Linked DNA regions of Mus musculus: regions 2, 3 and 4 are each linked to region 1. Evidence: chromatin contacts called from public HiChIP or PLAC-seq and capture Hi-C data. All regions are on one chromosome and are shown on one strand. The core of a region is the stretch at or near the end of the contact, and the rest is flanking DNA. Distances in the headings are between cores, read along the strand shown. Region 1 overlaps Gm36764 (a long non-coding RNA gene). Region 2 has its middle 55 kb from the start of Ccng2. Region 3 has its middle 29 kb from the start of Ccng2. Region 4 overlaps Shroom3 (shroom family member 3).

What was found. HiChIP or PLAC-seq counts read pairs in DNA pulled down with a chosen protein or histone mark. Capture Hi-C pulls out chosen DNA fragments and counts their contacts.
Region 2: a contact with region 1 is called in a FOXA1 HiChIP or PLAC-seq map of pancreatic cancer cells. The contact joins two enhancer-like sites. A contact is called at or near these places in 5 of 15 datasets of contacts at CTCF or cohesin (embryonic stem cells, large pre-B cells and pro-B cells), 2 of 484 Hi-C or Micro-C datasets (both in the G1E-ER4 cell line), 5 of 115 datasets of contacts at active chromatin or transcription factors (embryonic stem cells and pancreatic cancer cells) and 1 of 9 other capture datasets (embryonic stem cells).
Region 3: a FOXA1 HiChIP or PLAC-seq map of pancreatic cancer cells shows a contact between it and region 1. The contact joins two enhancer-like sites. A contact is called at or near these places in 2 of 39 promoter capture datasets (liver and trophoblast stem cells), 6 of 484 Hi-C or Micro-C datasets (B cells, the C10 cell line, the HPC-7 cell line and 3 more), 3 of 115 datasets of contacts at active chromatin or transcription factors (embryonic stem cells, pancreatic cancer cells and stem cell-derived neural progenitor cells) and 2 of 9 other capture datasets (embryonic stem cells and embryonic tail).
Region 4: a capture Hi-C map of embryonic trunk shows a contact between it and region 1, with 4 times the contacts expected there. The contact joins two enhancer-like sites. A contact is called at or near these places in 7 of 39 promoter capture datasets (the HPC-7 cell line, cranial neural crest, frontonasal cranial neural crest and 4 more), 8 of 484 Hi-C or Micro-C datasets (the G1E-ER4 cell line, the HL-1 cell line, differentiating embryonic stem cells and 1 more), 13 of 115 datasets of contacts at active chromatin or transcription factors (embryonic basal ganglia, embryonic hindbrain, embryonic limb bud and 3 more) and 4 of 9 other capture datasets (adipose tissue, embryonic stem cells, embryonic trunk and 1 more).

The regions. Positions count from the first base shown.
Region 1 is chr5:92,992,881-93,000,410 of GRCm38.p6, reverse strand. The region is part of intron 1 of Gm36764 (a long non-coding RNA gene); the gene reads left to right. Among named protein-coding and RNA genes, the nearest start is that of Gm36764, 12 kb to the left of the region's middle. RefSeq lists an enhancer at 2,117-3,144. Within about 2 kb of position 2,645, at least 106 of the 459 cell types and tissues checked have an H3K27ac peak or open chromatin away from gene starts, as enhancers often do. A contact at or near this core is called in the G1E-ER4 cell line, embryonic fibroblasts, pancreatic cancer cells and 1 more, where this site is marked.
Region 2 is chr5:93,318,541-93,326,070 of GRCm38.p6, reverse strand. No RefSeq gene overlaps it. Among named protein-coding and RNA genes, the nearest start is that of Ccng2, 55 kb to the right of the region's middle. Within about 2 kb of position 3,705, at least 22 of the 459 cell types and tissues checked have an H3K27ac peak or open chromatin away from gene starts, as enhancers often do. A contact at or near this core is called in the G1E-ER4 cell line and pancreatic cancer cells, where this site is marked.
Region 3 is chr5:93,292,642-93,300,171 of GRCm38.p6, reverse strand. No RefSeq gene overlaps it. Among named protein-coding and RNA genes, the nearest start is that of Ccng2, 29 kb to the right of the region's middle. Within about 2 kb of position 3,246, at least 83 of the 459 cell types and tissues checked have an H3K27ac peak or open chromatin away from gene starts, as enhancers often do. A contact at or near this core is called in embryonic fibroblasts, pancreatic cancer cells and trophoblast stem cells, where this site is marked.
Region 4 is chr5:92,693,839-92,701,368 of GRCm38.p6, reverse strand. The region is part of intron 1 of Shroom3 (shroom family member 3); the gene reads right to left. Among named protein-coding and RNA genes, the nearest start is that of Shroom3, 14 kb to the right of the region's middle. Within about 2 kb of position 2,683, at least 77 of the 459 cell types and tissues checked have an H3K27ac peak or open chromatin away from gene starts, as enhancers often do.

The sequences.
Region 1 (7,530 bases), core at 1,396-3,895:
CTGTTTTTAGATGGCTTGGTTCGCTCCCATTCTAAATCTACTCTCTCCGCTGCTGCATTTTTAAGACGTTACTTGGCAGGGTCTGGTTTAGCTTTATCAGCTGGTCTGCCTCTCTATCCCAGCTCCCTGAGGCTGGAGGACATACCCCTACGGCCTTCCTCCTTCTGCCTGAACTGGGGCAGTCTCTCTCCACAGGCCGCTGTTTTCCTTCCTCTTGGGAAATGCAGTGGACAGGAGACTGGAGGGTTAGGACTTTGGAATTTGGTGGCAACCCATTGCTTCTCAGGTCTGTGACAACAGAACCTTAATGGTTGTTTGCTTGTTGTGCGCTGTTGTAATAGATCATGTTTTTCTACATTTGTTCCCATCTTCTCCCGGGACTTAGTTTCTTCATCTGTGAAATGGGGACAGTGTAATACTCCATGTGTCTTTCCCACTTCACACACTCCTAAAGATCCTGACCGACACACAGATAGTCCCTGGGAAGCCTTATTAAGATGGGTGTGATTAAAGTGATATGCCTATTTTTTGAATCTGTTCCATATCTATGGCTTTTCTTAGAGAGTACTTACCAATCCCTATTTTGACAATCTGGGAGAATAATAATTATAATAACGCTATCATTTTTTCAAGTTCAAAACAAGAATTTATTCTTTATTTTTTTTCCTTAAAAAAATGTACCAGGTACAATTTTCCCATTCTTTTTGTTTGTTTGTTTTGTTTTTCAAGTTTCAGCAAATGCTTGTTCCCCTGAGCCAAGCCCCAAGTGTTAATTGCTGAGGCTGGGTCAGAGTCTTAAGTGGGGGCTGGAGTAAGTGGGAACCATATGACTGGATGAGGGGCACTCTTCATTCCAGCTGAGGTAGGTGGGTCAGAGTCTGGTCAGGTGAGAGGAGGTTCCCCAGTCCTTAGGCCTGACTTTGTTCTGGACACCTTCCTCAGTCAGGACAACAAAGCAAGGAGACACAGGCAGGAGGAGAGGGACAACTGAGTCTGAGCCCTAGGTCAGAGATGGTTAAACCCCTGTGTTACACATACATGCACATTCTGTCTCTCTCTCCCTCTCCCTCTCCGTCTCTCTCTCTCTCTCTCTCTCTCTCTCTCTCTCTCTCACACACACACACACACACACACACACACACACACACCCTACACAAACCCAAGTTTGTATGCACACACACAGTTGTACACACACACACACACACACACACACACACACACACACACACTGGCTTTCAAAGATGGGTTAAAGGTCAGGGAAGGGAAAAGGAATAGAGAAAACAGAAGGAAGCTGAGTCTTTGGCTAAGTGACTCAGTTCCTCTGGAATAAAACCTCTGCCCTTAGCCAGAGGAGAGCAGCTCTCCCCGTGCCCGACATTAGCTTCTTCAAGTCCTGAGGTTGGAGCAATATCTGAGAGTGGGGTGATGCCAATTATCAGGTTTGGGAGGTCACCAAGGCAATCCAATTTGAATAAATTATAAATTAAAAATAAATAAAATAATAAGTGGCCCCTACCCAGGTCAGGGAGGCAACGCTGGCATTACTTGCCTGGGAACTTGGGACAATCTCAGGGTGGCCTGGGAAACCCAAGGGAGGGGCCAGGCACATGGAGTACCCAGAGCAGACAGGGAATGGAAGGACTAACGCTATCATTTATTAAGACTTACTAGGGTACATAAGGAGTGCATTAGCAGTCTCATTCGGACAAGGCATGGTGCCCCGTGCCTGTAACATCAGCCAGCCTTCTGAAGATTGAAGAGGGGTGGGGGTGGGGGATCTGAACTGAGGGTCAACTTGAGTTCTATAACCTACTCTACTTTTGTTATAATTAACGACAGAGTGCTTCCTAAACAAGCACAAAGCCCCAGGGTAGCTCCCCAGTACCTCAAAAAGGGGGGGAAGTCCCCATTTGAGAAGTGGAAATAAATATTTTTCAGATGAGTTACTAGCCCATGAGGGGTGGAAATAGACAACTTTAATCCGCACAGTGCAGAAGGAAAGAGACAGAAACAGGCTTGAGGTGTGGCTCACTATCTCCTAGCATTTCTTTCTTTCCTGATCCACCTGCCTCTGCCTCCCAAGTGCTAGGATTAAAGGCATGGACCTCCAGCCAACACTGTCATCTCATCCTTGCTGCCCCTCCCATGTCAACATGCCCACTCTTTCCCCTCCTGCCCCTTCCCACCCCCTCTGCAAAAGCATGTTTATTTACAGGCTTCAAAAGTGTCTGAAAAACTACCAAGGAAATAAGGGGAAAGCCTCAGGCCATTCACTCCTGTGGGAAAAGGAAGTGAGGGACAGAAAGGGGCATCAGGATTAACTGGTCAGAGCAACTCTGGACTGTGTGGTTTACTCCAGGCATCCCAGAGGAGGTGACACATCCTGTAGTCTGCTTCCTGCAGAGGAGCGACTCTCCTACGTGACAGTGATGTCTTCCACTTTAAGTCTTGCTTGGCTTGGGGGTTGGAGAGAGAGAGCTGCAGGGAGAGGGGGCCCCAACAGGAAATGGGGAGGGGAGAGGAGGAGGACTCTGGAAGAAAAGCATCTGGAATTCATCTCTTGGGGATAAGCCTAGCAGGCCCAGGCTCTGGGAACTCGGCTGGCCTCTGCTGCACAGCCTTCTAGTCTTGCTTCCTAGTGTGTAACCAACCACATGAGACAGCCTGCACAGCAGGCATTGGAGATATCCAGCAGAGATGGAGAGACTCTCCTTGGGAGATGAGGGCTGCTTCCAAGACTTAAAGGGCTGCGCAAGTTGCACAGGCTGTTGCAAGGTATGCAAGCTGGAAGAACAAAACCATCCCTGAGTAAACAGGCTGACTGGAGGGCAGTGTGGCCTGCACATGTGTGGGCCCTTAGTGCTCAAGGGATGGTATGAACACAGGAGCTGACGGAAGGAGGCTTTTCCAAATCCATTTGCACTGGGCTCTGCTTTCCAGAGGAGCCCTGGGGAGGAACATGAGATAGCCCCAGAGCAACATCTTAAGAAGGTCTTTAAAGTACTCCAGGCTTGTTTTAGATTTGGGGGAAAAAAACAGTTCTGGAATCATCTTGGACTGTCCATGAAGTCCGGAGAAGCTGTTTTGGAAATGTAATCCAGTCATGTCATTTCCCTGCTTGGAAAACACCAGAAACTCCTGCTGAAAGAGTTGTTCTCACCGGCCTTCCTGACAGGCGCCTTCCTGACAGGCTCCCAGCGGAAGGCTCCAGCCCTGTTAGCCACTTGGTCCTCCAAGCTTCAGGTTCAGGCCCTTTGAACCTGCTATTGTTTTTGCATAGAAGAGTGGTGTTTCCAGTGCCTGGATGAAGTGTGTGAGCCATCTATGTACAATGGGATAAGACTCGGCCATAAAAATAATAGGATCTTGTCATTTCCATCAGCATAGGTTGAGAAGTTATGATAAGTGGAATCAGCCAGACACCGACGGGCAAGGGTTGCCTGATGATGACACTCATCTGTAGACTATAAAAACTCTGACCTTGTTGCAGTTCAGAACAGTATAGTGATCCTCAGGGGCTAGCGTCAAACTGGGGAGGGTAAAGCATGTATCGATGGGTGTAGCCTTCAAGCAGATGGGAGAATCCGTTCTGGAAACTATAAGCAGGTGTCAAGATCTGTGGCCTACAAGTAGGTACACATCAGTTAGGAACAAAATTGAGGGTTGGACGTGCTGCTGAGTGGAGAGCATGCTTAGCACACGCAGTCTGTGGGTTCAACCTCCAGTACCTCATTAACAAACCAACTCACGTCAGCAAACGGAGTCGCTGGCCCCAGGGGGTGGTTGTACTGTTAAACTCCAGACTCTGGCTTGGTTTTGAGCGCTGAGGTAATTCAGTGGGACCTGGCTGTAGCTGGGATCTTGGAGGCTGTCATGCAATGATGGGCTCTTTAGGAGTCAAGGCCTCATGGGAAGGCATGGAGGTATGTCCCGCCACCTCCTGTCTCTTTCTTTGCTTCCTGGCTGCTAAGATGTGAGCTGCATCCCCCACAGGCCTACACCAAGATGCTCTGTCTTACAACAGGCAACAGGCCAACCGACTGTGTACTAGAATTCCCAAATTGTAAACCCAAATGAGCTTTTCTTTCCTGCTGTTTCCCTTGTGTTTTTAGGGACTGAGTCTGTTTGTTTGTTTGTTTGTTTGTTTTGTTTTTGTTATTGTTTTTTTAAACCTGATTGGCCTGGAGTATTTTGTCACAGTGAAGGGAAATTGCCAAACACAACTTCTCTTAAAAATTGTATCTCGGGGGCTAAAAAGTTGGCTCAATGCTTAAGAGCACTGGCTGAAGGCTGGAGAGATGGCTCAGTGGTTAAGAGCACTGACTGTTCTTCTGAAGGTTCTGAGTTCAAATCCCAGCAACCACATGGTGGCTCATAACCATCAGTAATGACATCTGACGCCCTCTACTGGTGTGTCTGAAGACAGGTACAGTGTACTTACATATAAATAATAAATAAATCTTAAAATAAATAAATAAATAAATAAATAAAAGCACTGGCTGCTCTTCCAGAGGTCCCAAGTTCAATTCCTAGTAACCACATAGTGGCTCACAATCATCTGTAATGGTATCCGATGCCCTCTTCTGGTGTGTCTGGAGACAGCTACAGTGTACTCATATACATAAAATAAATAAATAATTTTTAAAAATTGTATCCCAGACATCATAGAACACAGAATGAGTTATGTAGTGAGGATAGCTGTCGCTTTATGTGTTCTGAGTGATATAAAGTTAATTTTTTCAGTTTTGACAGCCACTGGAGTTGACAGATGTCAGCCCATTCCCCCATAGCCACTTCCTACTAATGAGAAGCTGCTTTTGACTGAAGCTCAGAGGTGTAATTAAGGTGTAATCATCAGAGGTGGATGATAAAAGTGAATTGTGCCTGGCCTCAGAGATTGTTAACCAGCTCAGCAAATGTTGAGGGTAGCAGTACCAGGACGCAGAAGAGTAGGAGGTTAGGATTTGTGAAATGACCCTTGGTTTCCCATTCGCTTGCCTGCTCTTCCTGTGTGACTTGGCACCTTTTCCTGTGGCAGGGTAGAATCTATTTTTCCATCTCAGAGATCTAAACCAGTTTTGTGACTTGCTTTGGTTTTTGTTTTAGAGCCTTTAAAATATGTGTGTGTGTGTGTGTGTGTGTGTGTATGTGTGTGTGTGTTTGGTTTTTGTTTTATCGTTGTCTTGTTTTTAGACAGAGTCTTACTATTTGGTCCAGGCTGGCCTTGAACCCACTATGTAGTAGTAAGGCTGTCCTTAGATTTCCAGTCCTCTTGCCTTAGCCTCAGGGCTGGGACTATGGCTGTGTGTGACCATATCCAGCCCTTGTGACTTGCTGTGACTGATGATGTGAGCAGAAGATGTGACACAGACCTCAAAAGCGCCTGACACACATCCCTGCTTGCTTGCTCTTTTTCTTGGGAAGCCTTGACCTTGTTCACTGAGCTTGAACAACTCTGCTGACAAGGAGGGAAGCCTTGCCCTGAGGTCTCACTGCCTAGCTGACAGCCAGCAGAACCAGCAGCAATGTGGGTGAGGCCCTCAACTGGTCTGCCAGCTGTGATGGAGCCTCAGTGAGATCAAGGACAAACTCAGAAAAGCTAAGCCATTTGACCTGCAAACTTCTGAGCAGCAAGCATGACTGTCAGTCACGGAGGAACATGGGAATAGGAACTGAAGTTAGAGAGGACCTCGGTGGGAGTGGCGGTGAAATGAGGTGGACAAGGGGGTGGAGGTGCTCACTCTCTTTCCTCCTTGGAAATGTCAGTGTCAAGCTAGGTTCCTGGTCCTCTATTCCTGCATTTCGAGATAATACGAGTTCAGCTGACTGTAAGTAATTTGTTGGGTAAGAAGACCGACCCATTAGACTACAAGATAAGGCTCAGCAGTTGGTTATTAGCTTACAGCCTGCATGCCACCTGCTTTCATGTTATTACTAGAACAGGGTCCATGGTTCAGAGTTCTATAGTGGGCTGGAGAAATGGCTCAGCGGTTAAAAGCACTGACTGCTCTTCCAGAGGTCCTGAGTTCAACTCCCAGCAACCACATGGTGGCTCACAACCATCTGAAATGGGATCCAATGCCCTCTTCTGGTGCGTCTGAAGACAGCTACAGTGTACTTATATATGTAAAATAAATACATCTTTTTTTCTTTTAAAGAGTTCTATAGCAAGAGGCTGGAGAGATGTCTCTGCAGATAGGAGGAGCGCTTGCTCTTCTTGCAGGGGACTTGGCTTCGGTTCACAGTACCAATATGGTGGTTCAAGCTACCTCTAACCTTCAGTTCCAGAGGACCTGATGTCCTCTTCTGGACTGCACAGACACCAGGTGCATATGGGGTACACATTCATACAGGCAGGCAAGCACTCACACACATAAAATAAAAGGTAAAATAAATCTTTTTTTTAAAGTTTTATGACAAATGCAACAAATGCTATTATTTAGCCCACACAAAATATTTATTCATTTTACCCCAGAGATTACAAAAGCTAAGTTTTCCATTTCCCAGACTCCTTTGCAGCTAACAATGGCCATTTGGCTCACCACATGTGATATCCATGGTAGTCTGCTGCAATGTTGCTGGAGGAAAATGCTTTTCTAAGGAAAGCAACTGTTTACTACTGTGTTCTCTCCTTTCCTTCCTACTCTGAATTCAGTCCCAGCAGCCATTTTTTAATAATGAGGCAGAGCCCCCTCTCCCCCCCCAAAAAAAAACCTCAGAGACCCTAGCTTTGATAACTTGGCAGGATGGGTATGTGTATCACAGTGTCACACTGTTCATATAGAAATGGCTGAAGCCAACTTCAGAGTCAGTAGGGCTGAGGAAGGCACAGGGTGTGCACACCAGAAAGTGTGATGGAAGTGTGATTCATTTGGGCCATTAATGTGACAGTCTACATTTCATTCCCAATGGCTGAAACTTGTTGTAGTCTCATAAGAATAAGTTGTTTGTCATCTGACAAAAGAATTCTGTTGAATTTGCAAGCCTATGAACTCTAACATATGAATGGTGCCTTCTTAGATGTGATATGTGTTGCATGTAGTTTTTGCTCTACCTGCCTTTGCTCTACAAAGTGGCCGAGCTACCAGCCCCCTCTCAGCTTCCCTTGAATCTGCAGATAAAAGACACACATGCACAGTTGTTCAATTTCAACTTGCCTTCTTGGCACAATTGCTGGGTGCTACTATCTCCCAAGCATGCCCTTATCAATTTCTGTCTTTCTTTTCTTTTTTTTTTTAATATTTATTTGTTTATTTATTATGTATATAGCAGTCTCCTGCATGTATGCCTGAAGACCAGAAGAGGGCACCAGATCTCACTAAAGATGGTTATGTGCCACCATGTAGTTGCTGGAAATTGAACTCAGGACCTCTGGAAGAACAGCCAGTGCTATTAACCTCTGAGCCATCTCTCTAGACCCCTTTTCAGTTTCTTATCTCAGTCTCTTCCACCTGCCCTAAACTTCAGTTTCTAAACTCTGTCCACCCACCTGTAGGAGTGGCCTGTGTGGTGACTCCATTTTGAGATCTT
Region 2 (7,530 bases), core at 2,456-4,955, 320 kb before region 1:
TAGCCATGAACTCAGAGATCTACGTGCCTCTGCCTCCCAAGTGCTGGAATTCAAAAGGTGTTTGCCACCACCTCCCAGCTAGGATTTCTTGCTGCTATTGACCCAGGTTAACTCATGACTTTCCTGGACCTAGAAATCTGTTCATGACCTCCAACAACATCTCCACCATTCCTTAAGGAAAGGTTCATCATTAAGCATCCAAGACTCAGGCAATCAGAGAAACCCAGACCAGTAAGGTTAGATTCACATTTGGGCTGTTGGTTGCCTTGTTGAATCTATAGTGATCCAGGCAGCTCTCCACAGTCTTTGCTTTTATAGTACTGGGGTTGGTGTTAGTCAGGATATCATACAATCAGGATGAAAAATAAAGGGCTATGTGGTTTGAACAGAAATGGTCCCCTATAAACTCACATGTTTGAATATTTGGTCTACAGGGAGTGACACTATTAGGAGGTGAAGCCTTTTTGGAAGAAGTGTGTCACTGTGTAGAAGGGCTTTGAGGTCTCATAAATGCTCAAGCTAGGCCCAGTGGGGTAGTCTCTTGCTGCCTTCAGATCAAGATGTAGAACTCTCAACACCTCTAGCAATATGTCTGCTTTCCTGCCATGAAGACAATGGATTAAACCTTTGAACTGTAAGTCAGCCCCAATTAAATATTTTTCTTTATAAGCATGTCCATGGTCATGGCAACTCTTCACAGCAAGAACACCCTAAGTCAGACTATTTCACATAAACCTTCTTCTAAATACTAATAGCTTTGATTTTCTTAGAAATGTTAGATCTGGACCCTAGATCAAGTAAGAAATGCCAAACTAAAGCCATACTGTACCCAGAAAGCCAAGCTCAGAAGAAATGATCCCCTGAGTTAACCAACTACACCTTTCACAATGACAGGGAGAAGCCCCGCTAGGTGGATGACTCTACCACACAAATCCATGTGTGCCATAAATTGCTTGCTGCTTGTGAACATCAATCTCTGTACTATCCTTGGATATGCACATAAAGGACCAACCATAGTCTTCCCAGTCTCTAAGCTATAACAGAACCCCAAACCTGCTGAATGGCAGCATTGGTATGCAGAAGACCAGGTCAAGGGTAATAGGCCTGCTAAACTTTCTTTTTCCAGAAAGTAAGAAAAGGCCACTCTCAAAAGACCCTCCCCTTCTGAAAGCTATATGAAATCTTAGACATGCTGGAATATGTAAGATGTGATTTAAGAAGGAGGAGGTAGGAGGAATTTTCCAAGGTACATCAGCTCATTATTTTGGCCTAGCTAGGCTTGTCAGAATATGTATTTTGTCTATCACCTCCTGTGGGTCCAGAAAGCTGTACAATTGGGGGAGCTGGTTTGGAGCAAGAGTGAGTTCAGACACATCCAAACCCTGAAAATCTCATCCTGAGACAAGCAGGGGTAGGATTGCTTCTTCCTTGCTCTGAGCCTGCATGTTCCAGTGCATGTGACAGTTTTGACCCCCATCTCCACCACCCTTGAGGTAGTCACATAACCTGATGGCCAAATTACAGCTTAAATGCCCTCTCTCCCTATAAGGACATGTCCAGCAAGCACCTGGAATTCCTCTTCATGCAAATGAAGCATTCCCAGGACCTCAGCCTCAGCCAATGATGAACACTCACCCCAAAAATCCCTACCCACTCCCCAAGGTTGATACAACCCCAATGATGAGAGCTGATACATTGAAAACCATCTTCAGTAAAGGTTATTTCTCCTGTAGTTCTGTTGATGTCGTTCCCGTCTAATCCACCCACCCAGATAAACTTCATTCCTTCCAGTCCAGCCCAGTGTGCTGTGTTCCTGGATACCCTGAGAACAGAAGCAGACTCCAGCAGCAACCTCCCTGTTGAGATGAGGTGAGGGTGTGAATAAGTGGTCTTTTATGTCGTTCAGGAAGAGCTTAGGGGTGTACGTGTACGTGTACGTGTGCGTGTGCGTGTGCGTGTGTGTGTGTGTGTGTGTGTGTGTGTGTGTGTGTGTGTTTAAGGCTAGCCCAAATGTTCAAGTTCCAAGATTATTCAAATGAGAAAGTACTCTCAGATGGGCAAGATAGGGGGATGGTTGTGGCTAAGTATTGATGCCAGAAACTAGAAGCATGTCCCCAGAGAGATGAGAAAAAGCCCAGAGAATAAAACTAAGACAGGGCTAAAGCCATAGAGGAAAGCCTGGTCTCCCATCTGTAGTTTCACCAATTGGAGCTTTAAATGCATCTACCAATAGAGGGCACCTGGAAACCACAGACAAAAAAAAAAAGAGCATGCCAGAACTGCTATTGCAAAATAGTCTAAAAATTGAAATGCAGTGTGAATGTTTCCCAGGAACATGACCAAGGGACAGAGGGTCCATTTCTAGTCAGAAAGGTAAGGTAATTCTCAATTTTACAGAGACAACACAAGTGAGCTGTGCTTATGAGCTGAGCTAGTGGCAATCACAGTGAATTCTCCCAGCCCTCTTTTGAAGGAAAAGTTCTTCATCACAGCTGTGCACAGCTGCATAACTGACACCTAAGATCCTCTGAAGGCTTTTCAGAGTGTCCCCAGAGTCCCATCACCACAGAGACTCTTCTCTCAGAGTCTGTGCTAAGGGAAAGTCACGTGACTTCTAATCTCCCAATCAGAAACACCAGAGGGACAGACTGAGAAAGGAACATGAGGAAGTTGGTGACTGGAGCCCATCTTAGAGATATCTGCTGCACAGTTGTCATATTTAATGATGCAGGAATTGGTGAAACCATGTCTGACCAACAGCAATTTAATCAACTCCCCTCATATAGTAAGTTACTGGTTCAGGTTTTGTTTATAATTTAGAAGACAAAGGGAAACACGTTACAAGAAGAGGCAAAGTTAGCTTCTAGAAAGTCTACATTTATTAAGAGATTACTGGATGACTGTCTGCCTCCTTCCCTCCTCCTCTCTGCTATATTTGGTAGCTAAGAGAATTGAATTCTAAGCTAGTGGTGAGTTTAGCAGCTTGAACCTTCCAAAGACTTTCGGCCAAGCTCTAATTTTCAAGTCTGAGAACAGCAGATAACTCGACTCATCTGGGCTAGGGTTCATCAGAGAGACAATGCAAACTGCAAGATGGTACTGGGACAAAAGGAAAGGACATACGGTAAGACCTGATGATATTACAATCAAGACAAATGATTAGTAGATGGGGGTCTGAAGACAACAGTCTTAATAGAAGTGAAGGCTAAAGCAATCAGAAAGGTGAGTAAGACCACTGGACCCCTTAGGAAGTCAATGCCCAAGGTATTAACCACATATCAAGAAGGAGAATAGAACCTAAAGCCAATCACATGTGCCAACAGGTCCTAGAGCACTTAATATGCATGTAGACTAAAAATGCAGATGACATCAAGGGGAAGAGATTCTATAATGGTTTTTCTCTCATTTTATAGCAGAAGCAGGTCTTGGGTTCAAATCCCAAGACCTCTTATATATCATCTACAGAGGTACTTCAGGTTAGGCAGTTGAGAGGTGTGCCTTATTCCTTAAATACTATCTCAGATGTAAGTCCTGGGTGACCTACTCCACCCTATTATGTCTTTATTGGTCATTTAGACTTATGCAAACACAGGCATGATTCAGCTCATGACAATCTATGATCTTGCCACACCACACACTGTGTTCATAGTAGAAACCCTGGTTTCCCAGTTGACATGAGAGTCATCATTTATAATAGTCAGACAAGGGCGTCTGTGCCACAGGAAGTGATTGTATCCCTAATACACCTAGCTTCCTGCTGAGCAAGGTTAGAGTAATCTCAGCCTGACTGCAGTTAGGGGCGTAGCTTCTTGCTATTTGAAAATGATACTTAAAATTTTACTACCACATCAGGTAGAGAGTAGTTATAACGGCTCTTGAATTGTATACAAAGCTATTTTAGAAATGATCTAGAAAAATGAACATTTTTCATATCATCAAGAATAAGAAAGTGATGTAACCTGTGGCTCTAACATTTTTCTCTGTGATAGTAACTACTTTCTGTGATTGTTCTAGTGAAAATGCGGATGCAGTAAGTGAGAATTCAGATTAAGAGCACCTAGGCTTAGCACCTATGTTCTACTGTTCTTCCTTTCCACACGCACACACTTTATACCATCGGGCATGACCTTGATCTGCTTCTCTTATAATCAGCGCCGTAGCCCTACATTTTGGAACCAAATAAAATACACAAAAACTAAGAATGTCTGTGCCATCAGGAGAATCAGAAGCATCTAGCCTCACTTTAGTCTAAAGCAAAGTGGTAAGAACAAAATTAGTAGGGACCGGAACCCTAACCTATGATGATAAGAGCTGTTGAGAGAAAGTAGAATGAAATCAGACAAAAATGAAAAGCCAACCTCTGGCCCATCCTCCCTCCTCCCATCCATCTGCCAATCAATCAGTGGCCCACCCTCCTTCCTCCCATACACAAGCCAATCAGTAGCCTATCCTCCCTCCTGTCCTCCCTTCTCCAATCCACCTGCCAATCAATCCGTGGCCCATTCTCCTACCTCTCATCCGCCTGCTAATTAGGACCTGTCTCAGGCTCCAAACCTCTCTCAAACCCAGCTCATTTTAAGGCTTTTTTTATTTTAAATCTAAAGTTTCCTGCAAGTTCTATTCGATTAGACATGAACACACACTAAACTTGAAAACAGAACCAGGAGAATGCTAGGGAAAACAGAACAAAAAGAGGTCCCTACGGTGGAGCTAGGCTGTTAAGATCTGCTTTGAATCGACCATAAAGGCAAAGATAGTAAGCTGCAAGTGCTAATGATAATGAACAGAAAGAAGCTTTCCACACTGGGGGTGTCCCTGCTGAGGACACTGGATATAGAGAGTTCTGTCCTTCAAATCTTTCCAGTTATGCAAGCTGTCAGCACCCAGCCTGGAGACACGGCTCCTTTGAACTCTTGCCTAGTTACCTGTAAAGTCCTGGCATCACAAAAGTAAAAACAAGTAAAGAGATATGAGAGCCCACTAGAGTGTCCATGGCATGCTTACAGTCATTCTACTTCCTGGCTCGCCTGGACACTTGTGTCTTCTATTGATCCTTCTAATGAACCCTCCTCATCCCTAGAAGATATAAAGGAACTTTAAACATCCTTTTTTATTTTAAAAAAATTGTTTAACTTTAATATTCATATCCTTTCATACCCTAAAAATTTCATTAATGAATATTTAATTCTACCCATAACTGAGGATCCTATATCTAATGTTGAATACTATATTGTTTCAAAACATACAAAATATTCTTTGGGACTTAAACATAGTAAAAGAACATAAAATATTAAAAATGAATCATTAAGAAATATATTCAAAAGCCCTTATATGATACCACCTGACATACTGAGAGAGTATTTAAAACACGCTATGTGTCTGTGTACATTGTCTAACAATCAGTTTACTGAAAAAAATTATCAGAGTTTCTAGGAAAAAATTGTTTTATCAGTAAGTATATTTTAAAAATTTCAAAATAGCAAAAACTCTTTGAAGTTAAACATTAAGAAAATGTATAATCAAAATGGCTATCATGCCGAAAGCAATCTACAGATTCAATGCAATCCCCATAAAATTCCAACTCAATTCTTCACAGAGTTAGAAAGAGCAATTTGCAAATTCATCTGGAATAACAAAAAAAAACCTAGGATAGCAAAAACTATCCCCAACAATAAAAGAACCTCTGGTGGAATCACCATGGCTGACCTCAAGCTGTACTACAGAGCAATTGTGATTAAAAAACAACAACAACAACAACAAAACTGCATGGTACTGGTACAGCAACAGACAGGTAGACCAATGAAATAGAACTGAAGACCCAGAAATGAACCCACACTCATGGTCACTTGATCTTTGACAAGGGAGCTAAAACCATCCAGTGGAAAAATGACAGCATTTTCAACAAATGGTGCTGGCACAACTGGCGGTTATCATGTAGAAGAATGCAAATTGATCCATTCTTATCTCCTTGTACAAAGCTCAAGGCTAAATGAATCAAAGAACTCCACATAAAACCAGAGACACTAAAACTTATAGAGGAGAAAGTGAGGAAAACCTCGAAGATATGGGCACAGGGGAAAAATTCTTGAACAGAACACCAATGGCTTGTGCTGCAAGATCGAGAATGGACAAATGGGACCTCATAAAATTGCAAAGCTTCTGTAAGGCAAAAGACACTCAATGTCAATAAGAGATAAAGGCCACCAAGAAGATTGGAAAAGGATTTTACCAATCCTAAATCTGATAGAGGACTAATATCCAATATATACAAAGAGCTCAAGAAGCTGGACTCCAGAAATTCAAATAACCCCATTAAAAATGGGGTACAGAGCTAAACAAAGAGTTCTCAACTGAGGAATACCAAATGGCTGAGAAGCACCTGAAAAAATGTTCAACATCCTTAATCATCAGGGAAATGCAAATTAAAACAACCCTGAGATTCTACCTCATACCAGTCAGAATGGCTAGGATCAAAAATTCAGGTGACAGCAGATGCTGGAGAAAGAGGAACACTCCTCCATTGCTGGTGGGATTGCAAGCTTGTACAACCACTCTGGAAATCAATCTAGCGGTTCCTCAGAAAATTGGACATAGTACTACCGGAAGTTCCAACAATACTTCTCCTGGGCATATACCCAGAAGATGTTCCAACTGGTAATTAAAGATACATGTTCCACTATGTTTATAGCAGCCTTATTTATAATAGCCAGAAGCTGGAAAGAACCCAGATGTCCCTCAACAGAGGAATGGATATAGAAAATGTGGTACATTTACAAAATGGAGTACTACTCAGCTATTAAAAACAATGAATTTATCAAATTCTTAGGCAAATGGTTATATCTGGAGGATATCATCCGGAGTGAGAAAATCCAATCACAAAAAAACTCACATGATATGCACTCACTGATAAGTGAATATTTGCCCAGAAACTTAGACTACCCAAGATACAATTTGCAAAACACATGAAACTCAAGAAGAAGGATGACCAAAGTGTGGATATTTTGATCCTTCTTAGAATTGGGAACAAAATACCCATGGAAGGAGTTACAGAGACAAAGTTTAGAGCTGAAACAAAGGATGGACCATTCAGAGACTGCCCCACCTGGGGATCCATCCCATAATCAGCCACCAAATGCAGACACTATTGCATATGCCAGCAAGATTTTGCTGAAAGGACCCTGATATAGCTGTCTCTTGTGAGGCTATGACAGTGCCTGGCAAATATAGAAGTGGATGCTCACAATCATCTCTTGGATGGAACACAGGGCCCCCAATGGAGGAGCTAGAGAAAAGTACCCAAGGAGCTGAAGAGGTCTGCAACCCTATAGGTGGAACAACAATATGAACTAACCAGTTCCCCAGATCTCGTGTCTTTAGCTGCATATGTAGCAGAAGATGGCCTAGTCGGCCATCATTGGGAAGAGAGGCCGCTTGGTCTTGCAAACTTTATATGCCCCACTACAGGGGAGTGCCAGGGCCAGGAAGCAAGTGGGTGGCTTGGGGAGCAGAGTGAGGGGAGGGTATTGAGAA
Region 3 (7,530 bases), core at 1,997-4,496, 300 kb before region 1:
CCATCTGTGTTTCCAGAAGAAGGGGAATGCCTAAAAACTTGACTTAAGGGAGCTGTTGGGAGCCCCTCCGGGGCATTTTCCACAGCAACAGTGACTAATTCCCCCTTCTTTTGAGGCCTTTGAACAACTCTCTCAGGTTCCCCTGCCTCTTTTCTTTCACTTCTGCAAGTAAGCTGGCTGAAGTGTCTAAGCTACCCTCAAACCCGACCAAAGCTTGGTCCTTCCCATTTGCTCCTCCTAACAAAACCCCTCAATACAGAAGAGCCTCTAAAAGTTGAGAAGAGAATTAGAATCACGTAGAGCAGCCCACACCTGCCAGGCCAGCATCAACAATCTGTCCCACAGGACTCTTTCAGACACCAAAGCACCCCTTCTTATTCGGTCCAGACCAATCAGAACGCCTGTGAGCTCTACAGTTCTGTCCCTGCCTGGCAAGGTGAAAGCAGGCCTTTCTTTAGGCAGTCATGAACTCATGATTTAAAGACTTGTGAAGACTCCTGAGTTCTTAGAGATGTATTTTAAGAGAATGATTCAGTCACTTTTAAAAGGCTGCTGAATCCAATTCCCCTCCGGCAACTTATTCACACTATGGAAGATTTCTAGTCTGCCCCCAAGAATTTCAGAAGAAAGAATGAGTATCTGTTCACCAAATACTGGTGCTGAGAATGAAATGTCCTTAACCTCAGACAATGCTGAGGACATAGTCACTCACCCCTGTGTCACTCATGCATTGATGTACTCAAAGACCTATTGATTCTTACGGTTTAACAAGGAAGGAACCTCGAAAGACTTGGATCTTGTCTGCTTCCAAGGCTGCATGAAGGAATTATGAGAGGCCCCAGCACAGGCTTCTGAATGGCTGGATCCTATGGCTACATTTGGAGGTGAAAAGCACTGGTTGATAATAAGACACTATTACTCCAAACTAATATAAAGAAATAATCTAGAGTGCTAGAGAGAAGACTGCGTGATCGACCAAGGTTCAATTACCAGCACCTAGGTGGTGGCTTATAACTGCCTATAACTCCACTTCAAGGGAATCTGACATCCTCTTCTGGCCTCTGTGGGCACAAGGTATACATACACACATGGTGCCCAGACATATAGGCAAGAAAAAACACCCATACACATACATATAAAATAAAAATCAAGTTTAAAATGTGCTTTAAAAGAAAGAATCTAGTTAACAAGAAAATAGATAACAGAGGACTTTAAAATAATACATGAATGTATTTCCCCCTCCAGGAGGAAAAATTTAATTCCTCTCCCATTCAGTATATACAGGTCTAGTGACTCACAGTAAAACATAATAAAAGGGGGGAGGGGCGGAAACAACCTTACAGTGAAGAAACCCAGCAAACACATTAGCCAGGTGACCCAGGTCAGCTACACTAGTGACAGATCTGTTGTTACATTCTCCCTGATTTAGCATAGTGAGAATACCTCACCCTATGGTATGCATGCTTTTGTAACCAATCACGAGGAAATCACCAGACATAACCAAATAGGCCAACAGTGGACAAGCTCCTAAACAGCTCTCTTCAATGAAGGCCTTTCAAACTTGGGTGCAGTGGCACACCCTGTAATCTCAGCACTGAGGAAGCTTAGGTAGGAAGACCACAAGCTCAAAACCAGACTAAGTTGCAGAGAGACTCTGGATCAAAAAAGAATTGAGGTCATGAACAATAAAGAAAGGCAGAGCAAATGAAACTGTGCTGTGCTGCCTACTTATATCAAGTTGACTCAAGCTAGAGTCATCAGAGAGGAGGGATCCTCAGTTCAGAAAATGTCTCTGTAAGATTGGGCTGTAGGCAGGGGGTAGGGCATTCTTAATTAGTAGTCGATGGGGAAGGGGTCCCTCCATTGTGGGTGGGGCTAACGCTGGGCAGATAGTCCTGGGTTCTAAAATAAAGCTGGCTGAGCAAGCCATGGGGAGCAAGCCAGGAAGCAGCACTCCTCTATGGTCTCCACGGTAGCTCCTGCCTCCAGGTTTCTGCCCTGATTTCCTTCCATCATAAACAGTAAGGTGGAGGCATAAATCAAACAAAGTATTTCCTTCCCAAGTTGCTTGGGTCATGGTAGTTTCATTACAGCAACAGGGACGTGATTAACACAGCCTAAGGAGACATGTTGACTAAATAAATGGGGTACGGTGCCTGGTTGGAGTTCCAAAACAGGATAGCCTCGAAATGGAAAACCTGAGGAGATGAAAATAAGAGTTTAGTTCATAGTATGTCTCGGGTTTGTGAATGATCCTGGTGTGATCAGATGTGAAGGTTTAGGGATAACTGGTAAAGGAAGTATGGACTTGTCACTGTCCCTGAAGCCATATGTGTCTGTCTAACTGCCTTTAAAAATGTCACCTCCTGATCAGGCAGTGGTGTCGAGGTGGCACAAGCCTTCAATTCAGGCTCTTAGAAGGCAGATCTTTGAGTTCAAGGCCAGCCTGGTCTACAGGTGGAGTTCCAGAACAACCAAGGCTACATTGAGAAACCTTGTCTGGGGAAAGAGGGGGGACAAAAAAAAAAACTAGAAAAGGAAAGAAACACCCGCCACCAACTGCAGGTCCACTCTTAGGATTAATTAGAGCAAAAGTTCCCAAAGCTGCAAGTGAAGCTGCATGAGTCTCAACCTGGAGTAAGGAGCAGAGGCGAGAGGCCAGCTGGAGCTCAGCCCAGCACCAGCACCGAAGCCTGGGTGTAGGGGGATCTGGTCTGTTCTTGTGATGCCACTGGTGCTCTCTGGAAATAACTCTTGACTCCAGCCTCACTTCCCTCCTGAGTTTTCACCTGCCTGTGCCCATGGAAAGGGGGTCTTCTTTGGAAGCCAGGTGGCACCCACAGGATTGGCACACACACACACACACACACACACACACACACACACACACACACACACATAAAAGTGAAGAGGTATGTGTTCAAAATAAAGTTAATAACCAATTTTAAAACCACCCACTACAGGAGATCCTGTAAGCAGGGGTTAAGAACATGACATGCATAAGAGGAGAAAAAAAAAACAAACAAAAATCTGGGTTTTATTCTGGTCTCTATTACCTACTGGCTATGTAGCCTGTCTAAGCTTCAGTTTCCTCATCTATAAAATGGGGGTAAAAATAGGGCTTACTCATAGGACTGTGGTGAGGCATGTGGTTATTGAACAGCTCACAGAACAAACAGAGCTCTTGTTATTATCCATGTGCCGTACACATCCTGACTCAACGCAAACAATCCAGTTCATTAGTCCCCGGGCTCCACCTGAAGAGTCAGAGTCACAGAGGATGAATAATGGGCTCTCAAGGTGACAGAGTCTAAACCCAAGCAAGCTGGTTCTGGAATTCTTCCTCTTGGCAGACCGAATGGCACTGCAATTTCTGTTATCAGAAAAGAAAAAGAAAATGAAAGGGAAAATTAAAAAAAAAAATCCCAACGGTTAAACCAGAGGGTTGAAGGTCAGCTCTACAGAGAGTGCTGTGTGAGCAGTGGTTTAGAAACAAGCCTGGAACTATACCAGACTCCCGAGTGCCTGCCAGGAGTGATTGCACTTGCCTCTGCGGACCAAGGGCCAGTGAGAACTTTATACCTAACATCACATCACAGCTCCACAGAAATGAGAGAAGCCCACTCCCATCTCGGCTATCCCAGGATTTTCCAGTTCGTTTTCTAGATAGGAAGCTTAAAGACCAGAGAGGCCAGCTCAGAACAACATATTAGACAAGCCTTAGAGGAGAGGAACCAGCCCACATTCCACATTTAGTCATCACTCTTTATGGTCAAAGGTCAGGGCACTAGGAGAAGCCTGAGGCAATGTTCTTGAAGGTTCCACAGCTTCCCAGGCTAAGTAGATGGCTTACACAAGGCACAAACTTGGCTTGGGCTCCTAATTTGACTATTCCATCTTCAATTTGCTGCTTAAATATTCAAAGTTGCCACCCTCTGAATGCCTTCTTTCCGATCCCTTAGCTGCCTCTTCACCTGTGTTAATGGGTTGACAGCCTTTTGTTGGAAATGAGAAAACTCTGGTTCAAAGTGATGAGGTTTCCCATTGTAATGGTTAATACAGTCAACAAGATAGCATCTAGAATCACTGAGGGAGTGATTACCCTCATTAGGTTAAGAGGAGAGGTCTAAAACTGGGTGACACCATTCCAAGAGCTGGAGTCCTGGACTGAATGAAAACCAGAGGACTGAGCCCTAGCAACCATCACAGTTTCACAACTGTGAGTGCAATGTAGCCAGCTGTCTCAAGTTCCTTCAGCTGAGGCTTCCCATGATGCACTGGACCCTCAGACTGTGAGTCAAATAAATCCTTCTTTAAGTGGCTTTTATCAGGATCTTTTATCACAGCAACAGAGAAAATAATGCTGGCAAGAGGCAGAGATAGAACCAAACCCCCATTTGGCAGAATCCAAAGTACTGCTGGGGCCTCCAAAACAGTCAGCTTCGAAGGATGTGCTTGCCCTGGAAGTTATCTTAGGGATGGAAGCACCAAGACATGAGGAAAACCCACACAAGTTTTTATTCCATGGCTTCAGGCCAAGGCAAACTGCTTCAAAATACTAATCTAGCCATCTCCCCCACCCCACCCCCATCTTTTTTTTTTAACTCCACCAAAAACTGGAGAAAGGAAGGAGGAGAAATATGCTTTACACATATAATAGTTCTAGCTCCAGTTTCCTTAACCAGGTCTGAGCTTGACTAATTCTAGGAGTCCACAGTGCACTCGGACAGCAACCAGATCCTAGGCTTGCTGGCATAGAACACAGCAGCCAAGGGAGCAGGTTGATGGTAATCCTGCCCGACACAATAGAAAAATACTTCCTGGGCTCTGCCCATTGGAAATTGAAGTGTGTATTTGTCCAATTCTCTTTTAGATGAGGCTGGGGAGTGTTACAGATGCAGATGTATAATCCTATTTATTTTATCTTACTGAACTGCAGAATGTGTGTGCCTCATTAGAGTATACAGAGCTAGAACTAACCCAATTTTTACTAGTGATATATTTTTATATCCATGTTTCAAATGAAAATAACTGTTGTATGTTCTACAGCAATGCTGCTACCCAACATGGACTGTCTTGTGGCCCTCCTGCCTCAACATATGCTCTGTTGGTACCCTAGCTTGTGAGCCTATTTCCCACCTGCTCATTTGTTCTACCCTCATTTGTCTTCATGACCTCTGGGCCAGCTTTCTAAATCACCATGTATACATTGAGCACAAAACTCTTCCTTGGCTCCCATATTGTTCATGATAAAGACAAAATTTAATCAGTCAATGAGCAATCACTCAAATGCCATCAAGGCTCTAAAGCCCTTCAGTTGACCTGCCTTGTACTTTTTTCAATGCTCTTCCTTCTGTTAATACATCCTTCTCTTCTTATCTTCCCCATTCTACCTGTCTAATCCCTACTTGTATTTTGAGGGCCAACGCACGCTTTGTATTCTTCAGAAAAAAATCATTTCTTTACATAGCTCACATCTCAATCCATTGGGCTGCTACATCAAACACACACTAAAATTGGTGACTTATAAAATGTGTAATTTTATTTAACATAATTCTAGAGACTAGGAAGCCCAAGGCCAAGGTACCATCAAATTATTTTATTTTTTTTAACAATTTATCTTTATTTTATATGCATTGGTGTTTTGCCTGCTTGTATGTCTATGAGAAGGTGTCAGATCTTAGAATTACAGACAATTGTGAGCTGCCATGTGGGTGGTGGGAATTGAACCCACATCTTCTGGAAGAGCAGTCAATGCTCTTAACTGCTGGGCCATCTCTCCAGCCCCCAAATTCATCTTATAGTGAGAAATGCTCTTGATTCACAGATGGCTCCTTTTTGTTATTGAGAGAGCAGACCAACTCCATCTTGGGTTCAGGCTCTATCTTGCAGAACCTAAGGTTGAACTTGAATTAACCAACAAGCCTGAACCTAGCACTAGTCTCTAGGATAGTCCATAACAAGTCTGCACCTAGCACTTGTCTCCAGGTTAATCCCTACCAACCACCAATCAGAAAGAAAGCAGAAGTTACAATTGTACCTAAAGGTATTTATTTATAAAAGCGAATGGTTTGGCTCTCAGCACCAGCCAATCATTTTAAAGGGCAACAAATTCCATAGTAGCCCCCCCATCAGATGTGTTCCAAGCTGGAAACCCTCTTGCTTGTTTGCTTGTCTCTATACAAGTTTGCTTGAAACTGAGCTCAGGGCTTCACCCTCCTGTCCTGCTGCATAAGTGACAACAGGGTGGCCGAAGCTCGAGCTTGAATAAAGACCCTAGTGTGATTGCCTCAGAATCAGTTCCTTGATGGTCTTTGGGGGTTTTGCAAAACAGGAACAACAGTGTATTTTCACTTGGTGATTGGAGCAAGAGAAATACCTTGGGTCCCCTTAATAAGCCACTAATCCCATTCATGAGGGCTCTGCCCTTATAACATGTTACCTAGTGACACGACCTTGGGATGAATATTCAATATATGAACTGGGAGATAGGGAATCTAAATACTTTAAAACCATAGCTTGTCCCCAAAGACAATTTATCTCCCTTGTATGCTTTTAGAGCAAAAATGCTAATGTGGCCCTCACACACTGTAAGGTTACTATCTTCCATCTCTGGATGAATGGACTTTGTATCCCATGTCCGTCTAAATTTCTTGACTAGCTTAGTAGAAGAGGACTTCCCTAGCATGAATGACTAAGGCTCTAAACTCAGTCTTTATTGTAGAAGAATTTTTAATCCAGCAGCATGGCTGCTTTGACAAGGAACCACATCCAAAGATATGATCCAGTCAGAAGACAGACAGAACACACACCTTTAATCCCTATGGTTGGAATCCCTTAGTACATACCTTTAATCCCAAACAATGACATCTAATTGAAAGGCAGACAAAGTTGCAAATCAGAGAAAGATTTGACAGAATGAGTCAAAGATAGGATATGCCCAGTGCTCAGGAGAAAAGCTATTTTAAGAGGAGCACAGGGAGAATGAGAGCTGTTCAGTCAGTTCTGTCAGCCAGCTGGGAGGCCATGCCATGAGTGCAGTGCAGTGCAGTGCAGTGCAGTGACGTTCATCCTGGGTTCATGCAGTGCAGTGCAGGGCAGTGAAGTTCATCCTGGGTTCATGCAGTGCAGTGCAGTGCAGTGCAGTTCATCCTGGGTTCATGCAGTGCAATGCAGTGCAGTGAAGTTCATCCTGGGTTCATGCAGTGCAGTGCAGGGCAGTGCAGTTCATCCTGGGTTCATGCAGTGCAGTGCAGTGCAGTGCAGTTCATCCTGGGTTCGTGCAGTGCAGTACAGTGCAGTGACGTTCATCCTGGGTTCATGCAGTGCAGTGCAGTGCAGTTCATCCTGGGTTCATGCAGTGCAATGCAGGGCAGTGCAGTTCATCCTGTGTTCATGCAGTGCAATGCAGTGCAGTGCAGTTCATCCTGGGTTCATGCAGTGCAATGCAGTGCAGTGCAGTTCATCCTGGGTTCATGCAGTGCAGTGCAGTGCAGTGCAGTGCAGTGCAGTTCATCCTGGGTTCATGCA
Region 4 (7,530 bases), core at 1,434-3,933, 300 kb after region 1:
TGTCTCCAAAAACCAAAACAAAAGGGAAAGTGCAGTTATGCTCCTCGAAGCTCCTCAGCTTTGTATTTGTCAGCAAGCTAACCCTCAATGTTCTTCAAGTGCTCTCTGTCTGTCTGACTGTCTGTCTGTCTCTCTAATCTCTGCCTCTGTGTCTGTCTTTCTCATCTCAGTCTCTGTATGTCTGTCTGCTGTACCTCATGAGTCATTTAAAGAAATATATATGTAGGATCACAGGGCTCCCAATGGAGGAGCTAGAGAAAGTACCCAAGGAGCTAAAGGGATCTTCAACCCTATAGGTGGAACAACATTATGAACTAACCAGTACCCCTGAGCTCTTGACTCTAGCTGCATATGTATCAAAAGATGGCCTAGTCGGCCATCACTGGAAAGAGAGGCCCATTGGACACGCAGACTTTGTGTGCCCCGGTACAGGGGAACGCCAGGGCCAAAGGGGGGGAGTGGGTGGGTAGGGGAGTGGGGGTGGGTGGGTAAGGGGGACTTTTGGTATAGCATTGGAAATGTAAATGAGCTAAATACCTAATAAAAAACGGAAAAAAAAAGAAATATATATGTAATTGCTCATGCATGAGTATTTCTGAATGGATCCTATGATGAATTCCAGTCATTTGTTTTGATGGATGCCCGCATGTATGTATATGCACCATGTATGTTACCTGGTGCCCTCAGAGGCCAGAAGAAGGTGTTGGATCCCCTGTAACGGGAGTTATAGACAGTTATGAGCCACTATGTGCTGGGAACCAAACCCAGGTCCTCTGGAAGTGCAGTCAGTGATTCTAACAACTGAGCCAGCTCTCCAGCCCCTAAACAAATCTTACTACTAGACTCATAATTGCCTTTGGCAACTCTGTGATTGTCTGGCTAATTTCACATTTCCTGCAAATTAGAGAGCATAGCAGTTATAAAATCCCGTTAAAGCTTTAAAGTTCCAACTGTCATGGTCTCCCAATGTGACTATATTTGGAGCTGAAGCCTTAAAAGAATTAAATTATAACGAGGCCATGAAGATGGTTGGTAATCTGATCTGACTGGCCAGGCAAGTGAATACCCAAAGAGAGACCACAGAAAGAAGCAACCTGAAACCCAAGCATGGAAACTCCAAGGAAAGCTACCATGCCACCACCACCACCACCACCACCACCACCCCACCCCCCGCCCCATCATGGGCTGAATCTTCAACTGTGAGCCAGAGGGAAGTCTTGCTTCTTTCAGTGCTTTATCAGGCACTTTGTATTAGCAACGATAAGCTGTAATCTTGCTGGACAGCGCTGGTGCACATGTTAGATCCCAGCAATTGGGAGGCAGAGGCAGGTGACTCTCTCTGAGCCTGAGGGCAGCAGCCTGGCCAACAGTGTTGAGTTCTAAGACAGTCAGGGCTACACAGAAATCCTGGCTCAACAATCAAACAACAACAAAAAACAAAATATAAATAAATAAATAAATAAATAAATAAATAAATAAACTGCAACTGTACATTTGCATGTTTTACTGCACGTAAGTCATGCTTAAGTGCGACACTTTAAATAAAATAATTTAACTAGCCAATGAAAGCATGAAACAAAAGAAAAAAATAAGAGTAGGCCTACTCTAAGGATAAGAATTTAATATAAGATGAAAAAAATGTTTATTTTCCTCCTCCTCCTTCTCATTAACCCACCCACATACCCACATGGTGCTGAGAACCGAACTCAAACTTCACCCAGGGAGGAAAGCACTCTATCATTGAGCTACATCCCCGGACCAACACAACTTTCATTTTAATGAATGAAAGCATAAATAGATTTAGATAATTCTGGTACCAGCAAAGATAAAATCTGAGTCCTCTGTGTTTATGTGTGTGTGTGTGTGTGTGTATGATGTGTACGTATGTATGAAAGTCTCACATTGCATATGTAGAGGTCAGAGGACAACCTTGGATGCCCCTCCTCCTTTGTTTCACACAGGGTCTCTGTCGTCTGCCTCTGTATATGCCAGGCTAGCAGACTTGCAAGCGTCCGGGGATGCTGCCTCCTCCTCCTCCACTCCCCATCTTGCTGTAGGAATGCGGTGATTGCGTGATTGCGCATGCATCAACTGCATCTGGCTCTACACAGGTCCGGGAGGTCCGAACTCTGGTCCTCATGCTCGTATCTCCCCAGTTCCCCACCCCTTCCTTCCTTTTTTAAAACTATAAGTACGTTTGCCAGCCATGAGACACAGTGTAGGAGATGAACGCTTTTGAAGTAACTGGAGAAGAAATCATACGGTGATACAGAAATGGTACCTGCTGGAAATCTGTGCAAATTCAAAACCCGCTTTAGACCGGCTCCTGTGAAAGTTGGGTTAAGCTCTGGAGCAGGAATGTATTCAGAGGTCAACAGCCAGAGAGAAGGTGGGGGTGGGGGCTGCCCGGCAGTGATTCACTTGGTAGTTTAAAACTGCCTTTTATTCTTATTCCTGTAACCTCTATAGAACCCGTGAAGAATGGGGGTGTTTTCTCTAATGCATGGAATTGTAGTAACAGACCAAAGTCTCCTTGAACACTGCCAGTAAAGAAAACGCAGCATCTGTGACTGGCTAAACTGGGTGGGATGGTAACCTAATCTGTAGCTGCTGTTTGAATCCTGTTCATTATAATCATGTAGCGCCGTACAGTGAGAATGCACTGGGAGGTTTTCAACGCGAGCGTTTTCAAAGACTACATTCCTCATTAGACCTTCCCCATTAAGCCATGCTTGAGTGATGCTACACAGCTGAATACTTGGGATTTTTTCCCCCTCTTGTCTCAGTCTGAAGACAAAGGATTCTTCCGCTTGCCAAAGTTCCCCCAGAGCCTAGGTTGAGGCGCTGTGACAGCGCTCCGGTGGGGAGCGGGGAGCTTTTTATTCAGCTTTCTGTCAGGCCTCATTCACTAAATAGGGATCGGGTTGGACCCGTATATGAAGACCCCCCCCCGCCCCCCAAAAAAATTCAGTGGAGGAAAACGTTGCCCAGGCAGAGCCTTGCATCCTGTTTGCCTTCAGAGATGCTGAGTCATGATGCACACAAGGCTTAAGGACCAGATTCTTTTGGTTCTAACTTCTTCACAGACACAGCATCATCAGCAAGTTTGCTATTAGTGCTAGCTGGGAGGATAGCCCTGGGTTCAACACCCAGTATTAAAAAAGGAAGGAAGGAAGGAAGGAAGGAAGGAAGGAAGGAAGGAAGGAAGGAAGGGGAAGCCTTGTAGGTAGGTAGGTAGGTAGGTAGGTATACTATTCCATTCCTAACTCCACCCCAGCTCCCTCTCCCCCATCTTAGGCCCCCATTGATCTACTGTGTGTCCTTGGATTTGCCTTTTCTGGGTTGCATGTTCTTTTGTGCTGGCTTCTTTCAGCAAGCATCAGGTCTTTGAGGTCCGTCCATCTTGTAACATATATATCTCACCATATCCAGTTCCTCTTTCCTGACAAGTTGTATTCCATTGCGTTCTATATTACATTTTGTTTATACAGCCGATGGCCATTTGGATCTTTTTACACTTATTGGTTAGCATGAAATTGTGAGTCCATAGGCAGTTAAGTCCTTCTATGGATGTATCTTTAAATATAGGTCACGGGTTTTACATTGTAAGGATTGCATTACTTTTTAATGTACTCCATACATGTGAGTATCAGCATGTATGTATGTCCATGTGCATGTGGCAGGAAGGTGTGATCTGCTGGATGTGGGTGCTGGGAACTGAACTCTGATCCTCTGAAAGAGCAGTGTGTTCTCTTAACTGCTGAGCCATCGCTCCAGCCCCAAATTTTCTATTTATTAGTGTATATCATTGTACAAAGTGAAGGGCCTCACCAGGACATTTGCATTGAAGTATGTCATGTATTTGGCCATATTCACCCCCTTACCCTCTCCTTCCTTTTCCTTAACAGCTCCCTACTACCTTTTGTATGGTGTGAGAAGGCATCATATCCCATGATTGTGAGCCACCATGTGGTTGCTGGGAATTGAACTCAGGACCTCTGGAAGAGCACCTCAGTGCTCTTAACTGCTGAGCCATTTCTCCAGCCCACCAAGGCAGCTCTTATGAGGACAATATTTAATTGGAGCTTACAGCTTCAAAGGTTCAGCCCATTATCATCAAGGTGGGAGCATGGCAGCATCCAGGCAGACATGGTGCTGGAGGAGCTAAGAGTTCTACATCTTATTCTGAAGACAAACAGAAGACTAGCTCCCACATGGCTAGGAGGAGGGTCTCATTGACCATCCCCACAATGACATACTTCCTCAACAAGGCCACACTTTCTAATAGTGCTTCTCCCTGGGCCAAGCATACTCAAGCCCCACACCCAGTCTCTACCCTCTGACCTCTGACCCTCTAGCCTCTGACCGTTACGTTTCTATCATGAGAGGCCAGACTGCTGCAGAAGTACTTTAAGTGACATGATTTCGTTCAAATATGAATTTAGGAAAGACTAGAATCACAGTTAGGTTCTCTTCAACTGCCTGCTTCAAATACTTAGTAATGAGTTTTGTGGCAAGGGATCTACTCATTATTCGGCCCATTCAAGTTTAGGTTGAGGCTTAAAGCAGGCTAATGGCTGTCCTGTGCAGCAACTGCTTGTCAGTCTTCACTGTATATGCAACAACAATGAAATAGTGACCTGGGCATAGAACGCATAATAGTTGACTCATACCAACGCTGTTGGGAAACCATACTCAAGCCCTCTGTGGGAGCAGTACTTGCTCTTGACAATAGAGCCAGCTCTCCAGCCCACTGTGAATCTTCTGCTTGAATCTCACAGCTATGGGGACAGACCCTGGGCTTAGAAACAAAATCCCCATCAGACTTCAGGTCCTATCCTTCCCTTTCCCTTAGTAAGCTTTCTCCTAACGATGGTTGTGTTTGGGTTTTCTTGGAAGCAGAGGCAAAGGTAACTTGTATTCTCTGGTTGAAATTGTTGCCTGGGAGGCTAACTGCCTTAGTCTGCTAGCCTAGGCCTGGTCTTAAAAGCTTCTAGCCTCTACACAACCTAATCTAGAATAGAGTGTGTTCAGCTGAGACGGCTGCTGCATAAGTTCACCTGCGTTCACACGTTCTTGTTCTTTCTGAACTCCAGCTGGCTGGTTCAAATCAGCTCCTCTGGTTCAAACTCTTCTCCCAGCTCACTTATTCAATCTGGCTTCTCTCTCGGCTCTGAATTGCTCTTCCTGGCCTCAAACTAACTCTAGCAATCTTTCTTAATCTTCTGGCTCCTTCTCATTCTCTTGCTTATTCGATCTTTGCCTGTGTCTAGCTTGTTCTCTCTTCAATCTGTCTCTGGAAAATTCTCCCAGTAAAACTGCCTCCCATGTGGTGAGGGTCTCAAAGCCCACTCCCTCTCAACTCTACTGTCCTGCCCTCCACAAACGCTACTGTATCCTGTACGGTACCCTCTTCTTCCTGTACTGTCTTCCTTAACTTCCTTAACTGTTTTTCCTGTACTGTTTTCCTTAAGTAGCTTCCCTTCCCTCTCTCTTCTCATGAGAGCTGGGCAGATCCTATTCTGTCAAATCTTTCTCTGATTCATCAATTTCCCTGTCACTCAATTAGACAACACTTTCAAAGATAGGCATTTCCTTCTACAAACTGCCTTTGCCTTCATTGATTGGGATTAAGAGTAAATAGTATGGGCATGTTCCAGCCAGAGGGATTAAAGGTGTGTGCTAAAGGCTGAGCCACACTCTAGCTAGAAACAGGTTAAATATCCTGTAACAAGCAGACCCTGAGACTAGACTCCAAATGCAAGCCATTTATGGGTAGTAAATAATATTAACAGGGAAGTGTGCAAAGTATGGAAAGGAAGAGTGTTTAACAGGCACAAGATCAAGCCAGCTCTAATGATGGATAACTGTTGCTTCATTCTGCAAGGGGCACTCTAGGAGTTAGCACAACGTTAGGTCAGAGTTATGCCATCTGAGATGAACTACAGCAACGCCAGTCTACCATGGGTGGAAGCTTGTTCCTGGTGACATTCTCTCTGGTGGCAAAGGGGAGAGACAAAATAAAGCCTTTAAGCAAAGAGTTGCAGTGGTGACCACTGGCAGTCCTAAGTGAAGAGTAAGGGAATGTGGGCAGAGTAGCAATAGAGAGGGAACTTCAGTAGGTGAAGATGAAGGGGGAGAGCTGTGAACAGCATTCACTGAAAAATAGTTCCCAGGCCACCACATTTTCACATACTCAGTAAATAATGTTCTGGCTAAATATAGTAGTGAGAGAATGAAATGACTTAGCTTTTTTTGTTCCACCAGGATCTAGGAGAAAACTCTTTCCTCGTATATAAAAACAAGTCTCGTTCTGATACAATAACATCCTAAGATAGTGTCTGACCCACACATGGAAATCAGTATATATTTCTCCCTTTCCTGTTCTGACTCCTCTGTTTAAGAAGCCAGACAGCAATAACATTTAGTACCTGGGATCAGAGAGGAGCCACATAGCCTGTCCCACTGGAAGAGTCTAAACGGACTGTTCTTCTAAAAGGTCACATCCACTGACTCCCATGTGTAGGAGAAAGTGTGACAGAAGTCCTTTTGAGAGAGTGCCAACAGCTCGTTGAATTGTAGACTCCCAGCCAAGAGCACCACCACACAACCCTGAATGCAGCCCTGAAGAATATGGCTAATTCTTTTAACCTTCCCCTGCTGTCTTATTCTTAGCTTGATGGCTGCCTTCTTTTAGGCCAGCTGCTCATTAGTAAACACTCAAAAGCAAAAAATATGAAAAGCAAACAGCACACACAGGCATAAGAGAAAGGGCCGTGCTGTTTCCCCTGACCGTCCCCAAAGGGTTATTCACTGTCCAATTTTACAATTATTTATCTCAATACCAACATGTGTATTCATTTCTGGATGCCACCCAGATGCTGGGTCTGGATTCCAGCAGCTCACTTCCCAGTCTCCGTGAGACAAGTCCGAACACTTCCAACTTCTCAGAGAACACACACGCACACACACACACACACACACACACACACGCACACACACACACAGGACGAGGAAAGCTTACATTATACTCATACATATTTATACGTTAAAAGTTTTAACGTTTCAAAGGGAAGAGAGGGAGCTGAGAGTATAGCTCAGTGGTAGTGCAGTTTACCTAGCATGGGTGAGGCCCCAACTCCAATCCCAAAAAAAAGAAAAAGAAGACAGACAATTAGTTCTACAGTAAGCAAATGTGTGGATCCAAGCAGCATTTAATACCTAAAGTACCAAAGAGTTGGTCCAGTTAATTCTACTTCAATCACCTAGCTTGATCAGTTGATTGGCTAATTTTGTTGCTGTCTTTTTGGGGGCAATTTATTTATTTGTTTGTTTGTTTATTCATTTATATGTATATCTGTGTACCTGCATGAGCTTATGTGCACCATGTGTATGCAAGTACTTGTAGAGGCCAGAAGAGGGCGACAGATCCCTTGTGAGATGTCTGGCGTGGCTGCTGAGAACAGAACTCAGGTACTCTGAAAGAGCAGTGTGCAGTGTTCGCCACTGAGCCATCACTCCAGCCCCCTC